Linked DNA regions of Mus musculus: region 1 is linked to region 2. The links are chromatin contacts, called in public Hi-C maps. All regions are on one chromosome and are shown on one strand. The core of a region is the stretch at or near the end of the contact, and the rest is flanking DNA. Distances in the headings are between cores, read along the strand shown.

Region 1 (3,189 bases), core at 659-3,158, 37 kb after region 2:
GCCACTGCTGATCTTTTCAACATGAGATAGTATTAAAGACTCCAAAAGCAGAGATGTCTGTTGGAGCCTGAGCAACGTGGTGAAGGCTGAACAACGTGGCCTGTAATAGCTTCTCAGCCTTTTGGCTAAGAGCGAGCCCAGAATGCAGAAGTTAGACTACAGTTGGGGCTCCCAAGGGCCAGCCTGCTAAACCACGGAGTCCCTGAGCTAGGCAGGTGAATCCCCTGTGAATTCCCAGCTAGGTCCACTTCAGAGATGATCCAGAGTGAGGAACGACTGGGGCTGGGCGAGCCAGGACAAAGAACAAAACTGAAAGGAAAATGAAAGCCGGAAGGTAGACACGAGGTGGTGAGCCATAAGAACTGTGGCTCTCAGTGGAAAGGTGGAGCGTGAGAGGCTGGCAATGCATTCTTACCATTTTTATGGTAAGAACTTCAGTGGTGCAGGGCAGTGGTGGCGCACACCTTTAATCCCAGCACTTGGGAGGCAGAGGCAGGTGGATTTCTGAGTTTGAGGCTAGCCTGGGCTACAAAGTGAGTTCCAGGATAGCCAGGGCTACACAGAGAAACCCTGTCTCGAAAAACCAAAAAAAAAAAAAAAAAAAAAAAAAAAAAAAAAAAAAGAACTTCAGTGGCTCACAACCAATTTGCTGAGCTCCACTGTTGCCCTTGCAGCCCAGGTGTAACAGGAAGAGGGGCCATGACCTTGGGCAGTTTGCCTGAAGCCCAGGTTAGAGTGGGCAGAGCTGAGACCTGGCTCCTCCGAGTCATTTGACTTCAAATCTTATGTTCTTTATAGCATGGTAACACCCTGCCTTCTACTCCCCAAAGGAAACAACCCAAAGACTAATAAAAGTTACACTGCATTTCTAAATCCATAAATGCATCTGAAAGGTTAGCCTACAGTTAGTTTACATAATTATTTCATGTAAACCGTGTTCTGCATTACTGAGTCTGAACCTAGAGGGCGTTCTTAATTTCCAAGGTGGAAGGGGAGCTGGTTTAAAGCTACTGAAGGTTTTAGATGTTGCATTGTACCTAGGGGCCATGCTGGAGTACTACATGAGGAAGCCTACAACCCCCAATTCCTAGCTAGGTCCACATCTTTCGCTCTTTTTAATCTGCCATAGTTGGGTTTGAGGCAAGGTCAAATGATGGGGAAAGAGGCTAATTATCTAAGTAGGTCAGCAAAAATATACAAGAGGTGAAGGATTCTAAGGACAAGTACAAACAGCTCATTAGACACCAAGGAAGTGAGACTAAGACTAAGGGTGAGCTAGGCTTTATAGTCAGGGTTTTGTCCATCTCTGCGGCTGACCCTCTGTGACCTCTGGTTCTCATCCCCTTCTCTCCTACCATGAGTTGTGCTGACCCGGTAGGGAGTTCTGGTTTGGTGGCATTGCCAGGCTCCTCTGATAATAGCCTCACTTCGATCCTGATTGGAGTGAGAAGGGGATATCAGGGATTTAATCCTCCCAGTGTTCCTGCCCTCTGGAAACTGAGCTTCCATAAGATAGCAATATTTAAATGTTCTCACGCCATTCAGGCTGTATGTACATCCACATTTCCGAAATTCCTCAAAACAGAAAGCAGACAGAGTATGTGTGGATGTCACTGCTAATCATTTTTTATTTTAATCATTCTCTTTTCGTGTTCATTATGAAAACAACAAATAATCCCATTCTTTCAATAAACGTTTAATGAGTATCACATGTCAGGTAGTGAGCCTGGCTCTGGGGCCATAAGGACAAAGACAGGGCCTAATTCACTAGGAAATCACCACAGTGGGATGGAAGGAGAGAGGGAGGGAGGGAGAGAGGAATGCAGACAGCTCAGACACAGTGAGCCATGAGCTCTGCTCTGGATTTTTGCAGGAGGAACTGGGTCAGTCCAGTCTAGGGGGGGGGGTGTCACAGAACGTTCCATTTGCTTATCTGAGGAGCACAGACATTGAACAAAGGCGGTTTGCAGAGGACAAGATGAGAGCAGCTATGTGGGCAAGTACATAGTCTAGCTGGAAAGGGAGTACTTCCATAATCTGCCCCATGTGTTTGAGGAGAGGCACAGCAGCCCTCAATGGGGCTTTTGGGAACAAACAACAATAACAAAGATGCAGAAAAGCAGGGAAAAAAAGATTTAAAACTCCAATGGGTCACTCTCGAAGGCTTAAAGATTAGCAACAAAAACCACACTCAACTGAAAACAACCCTTGACATAATTTCTAAAGCTAGAACTGTCTACACTTTTCAGACTAGAAGAAAAAAAATAAAGCGTCTTGTTATATTCAGAAATCACATTCTTAGATTTTTTAAGTGAATAATAAAAAAGAGAGAGAATAATATCTGCATACACTTTTAAAGAAGTATGGAAAATCTGCATGCTATACATCTGCACAATGGAGCCCACATATACATACATATGTTCAAACATATGGTATGTAACATGTTTATATGAGAAGTTGTAAAAATAGAACCACAGGGTTTAATACTCAACGTAAAGCTCTCCTACATTATGGAGAAAGATAATTTAAAAGAAGCTTTGGTCTGTATTTCTAATATTTATATAACCGAGCCACTGCCAAAACCAATTCCAAACGGCAGCACCTGCTCTCTTTGAATCCAAATGAAGATCAATCAAAACAAATTGCAGGCTCTTCTATTCTCTCATAAAACACATTCATCAGCCCGCAGAATAGCTCTCACAAAGTGAACAAACAGGATGGCTTTAAATGGTGATAACAAAAGGCTCGGCATAAAACGAACCACTTGTAATTCATTTTCCCAACAAAGGTTATGCCGAAAGAATTCATAAGCCCTTTCAAAGCCGTTTCACCACAAGCAACCGACAGAAGAAACTTGCTGGCACAAACAGCTACGAGTCATGTGCTGTCCTCTGACCAGCATCGCGCTCGGTCTCTCATGGAAACACCACCACAGCCGGATATTCCCCAACCTCGCTTTTAAATCCTAAATACACAAAGACCTAATGTGTTTGTGCGCACTTGGCTGGCATGCCAGATGGAGGAAGAAAAGTCAGGAGAGTAAATACATATAAAGCCATGGCATGTAGGAAAGGCATATATTAACATTAAAATATCTTTAAAAAATATCTTCCCAGTCCCCCCTGGGGGATAATCACAACAAACCTCAAATGGTGACTCCTCCCATATAATTCTTCTATGTTCTCGCAT
Region 2 (3,270 bases), core at 716-3,215:
ACCACCAAGGCTAGGACACATGGCTGCAATCCCTTACTGCAGAAGAGAAATTACAAAGCTGGACACTTCCATGGCTCTCTATCTGAAGAGAGAATGGAAGCAGAAGTGAGCTGCCTCCGAGAGGCAGGAATTACATGTCACTTCCCCCATTTGTGCCTCAGGTTGTATTGGCTACTTATTGGCACCCAAGCTTCTTGATCTAGGAAAATGAGCTATGAAGAGAAAATTAATAACAATGGAGAAGCAGGGCTAGAAGGGAGAACAGCTTTGCCTTCGCTCTCAAATCTCTACCAGTGAAGAATTTTATCCCTCTTGGTTTAATTTTCAATGGGAATAAATATGTATCTTAACATACCTCTAAATATCTGATACCATATATAGCATATGGATATGTTGCACACTACAGGAATAAAGACTGTTTGTGCAATATAAAGTCAAAGTCAAGAAGGGCTATGACTGCCAATGGGGCAGAATCATGAGATGCTGAAAAAGGGTCCTGACACCCAGGGGTTTTGTTTCTTCCTCTATAAAACAAAGGTAGTAAGCTAATGACCAGAAAGGTTTCTTATACATACAAATTACTGAAAGAATACTTTCCGGTTTCATTTTGTTTCCAGCATTTATGGTCAGGAACTGAAAGCCACTTATTTCATATGATTTAATGTTTTTTATTCCACCATTTTTTTTCTGTATCTACTATTTTCTCCCCATTTATAGTCATGCCTGTAGAAGCACTCTTCGGTCATAGTTACACCAGTAGAGATACAACAGAAAGCAAATGTGCCATGCCTCCTTTGGGTTACAACTTTCCAGGTCATACTGATATCAAGAAAGGGGAGCAGATTAGGCATATCCCCAGGTAGTAATGGGGGAAGCAACTTCGCTTCCCATGCCTGCAACCTCCAGCATTACCATATAAGGAAGGCTGGGGCGTCACTGATTTCTGCACCCCGCCCCCCGAGCTCCAAAAGAGCAGTATTGAATTGTTTTTGGAATTGTTTAAGACCACAGATGTCTGAGCTACCAACAAACTATTTAGGACTCTTCCCTGGCAGTGATCACCACTTGGATGGATGTGAGATTGTTTGTAGACCCTTGAGACTTGATCCTAACAAACCCGCTTCCAGTGGCTCATCAGAATGGGATCCCTTGTGGTCCCAGTAGATGCATGACCTGCCGTGATAGCACAGAATGAAGAGTCTGGTCCATCATCAACTGCTCCCTTCAGGATGGCTGCTCCACCTTTCCTGAGGTACACAGTTAATCGGAATGTTTCCATAGTCCAGGCCTTTACGGACTGTGTGCTCTGTCCAACTGTGGTCATCTCCTGGCCATCTTACCACAGCCTTTGTTCAGAGCTAGCTCAGCACTCATGAACTCAATCACCAAATACAAGCCACTTCAAGGAACACTTCTGTTCATAATCAGTCATTTTATTAGAGTCCAAGGATACAGACGACCGTCCCAGCAACTAGGACATGTTGGACTAACAGAACAAAGCAATCTATTAACACTCCTCAGCCACGAATACGCTTTATTCAGTAAGCGACTTGGTAGCTGCTGGATGGATCATCTCAACACTCAGAGTCTATAGGCTATGGATACATATTCTGACTGTAGAGCTCCTTCCATGGGCAGGTCCCATGGCAGTAAGCATTCAGCATACACACAAACAAGGAGTTAAAATCTGGAGATTCCTGTGTTCTATTTTCTGACATGTTCCTTGGGCCTTTGTATAAAAGTTCTGCTCACTCCCCACTACATCCCCCATGGTGGCTGCTGTTCTGTGCATTCTGTGCCTCTTTAAATAGCCTAACCTGCCACCCCACCCCGCCCCACACACACACCTCCATCTTGCCTTCTTCTAGGCCTTGTTAGACACAGCCTGTGCCTGGATAGGATCCTTTAATCTTTGCTCCAGCCCTAGCATCTGATACGGGCTCCAGAGTCTACCTATGGTTGCTTAGCAACAGGCAGGCTTCTGAACTAAACACACACCTGATTTGGTTATCTAGCTTGAGAGAAACTTCTGCCATCCAGTTGGGTAAACGAATGAGCTTTTGAGAGAATGAACTAGTATGTGAACAGAAGTGAACGCAAGCAGCCTTGGCTTCTGCAGACCACCACCAACTAGGGCTGCCAGGCAGGTCAGCACCACAGCTGCTGGGCTCCAATGGAGGAGGTGTGGTGATGGGAGGGGTTCCATCTTGGCTGGGGGCCCTAACCGAGGAACAGGATTGGAAGTGCTTGTGCATCTGTACCACATGGTTCAGTCTGTATGAAAGGTAACCACCTGGTGTTGGGGGCAGGGAACCCCACACAATATGGAAATTTTCTTTCAAAGATTCAAAAAGGAACAAGGAAATGCAAATCTTTCCAGGACAGCTGCCCCTGAGCAGAGCTTAGAGCCAGAGGAAGGCTTAGGGCATCCTCCCAATCAGTATGTCCTCTTGGGCCCTCCTCTCCTTTCTCTGTGTCCTTGGTGATGATGGAGTTTGCTGAGACCCAATCCCTCACCTGGCACAGCTTCGCTGCCTGCAGCTGTTTGTGTGACGACGGCAATGGCACAGAGTCCCTTTGTTCTGTTTATTCTTATCTCTTCAAATCCGGTTCTTGAAACTATTTCAAGACACCCTCCTCTCCCTCAAACACAACAGCAACAACACCCCCAGTATACCTAAAGCCTTGAACCCACAGATGGAAAGAACCAAGAGAAACTGCCTTTCCACTCTGATAACTAAGAACAGAGGCCTGAGGGAGAGGCCAAGTCATACAGAGAATGCTTTCATTGGCTCCCAATCTCCAAATGAGGTCCTTGTACCTGTCCATTCACCCTGTTAAGATTACAGAACTCTTCTTAACCTGTACCAGACCAGATATGCCTAGGTTAGTCTGTTTCTCAGTCCTCTGAACAATCTTCTAAAGCCAAGAATTAGCTAAGTCAAAAACTTCCATAGGAGGGTTTCTCTTTCTTGGCTCGAGTGATATGTTAGACTGGATACTTTTAGGTTGTGGGGGAGAGTCCTGTATGGCCTCCATTTGCTCTAAGCAAGTCACCCCTCTTCCCCTGATAGGACACTCCCACATGTCTATAGACACTGCTAAACACCCACTGTTGAGAACCGTATTTTCATTTAAGTGTAAAACTTGCAGGGCCTACACTAAGTAAGTCATTTCTCTCTGTGGGTGACAATGCCACGTGAATACTTGCTCTACCGTCAGCATGCCTGCTGTCCTGTTCCCTGAACCAAAGGAATGTCCTCTGTCACA

What was found. Hi-C and Micro-C count contacts between places; a contact is called where the count stands out from the background.
Region 1: a contact with region 2 is called in a Hi-C map of cerebral cortex, with 1.5 times the contacts expected there. A contact is called at or near these places in 4 of 39 promoter capture datasets (the HPC-7 cell line, cranial neural crest, neutrophils and 1 more), 1 of 484 Hi-C or Micro-C datasets (cerebral cortex) and 3 of 130 datasets of targeted methods (CD8 T cells, double positive thymocytes and embryonic stem cells).

What each region holds. Positions count from the first base shown.
Region 1 is chr19:24,450,778-24,453,966 of GRCm38.p6, forward strand. The region is part of intron 1 of Pip5k1b (phosphatidylinositol-4-phosphate 5-kinase, type 1 beta); the gene reads right to left. Among named protein-coding and RNA genes, the nearest start is that of Fam122a, 25 kb to the right of the region's middle.
Region 2 is chr19:24,414,044-24,417,313 of GRCm38.p6, forward strand. Pip5k1bos (phosphatidylinositol-4-phosphate 5-kinase, type 1 beta, opposite strand) reads left to right here and starts at 1,966. Exons shown (of 6, transcript NR_167769.1): 1 at 1,966-2,147. The region is part of intron 3 of Pip5k1b (phosphatidylinositol-4-phosphate 5-kinase, type 1 beta); the gene reads right to left.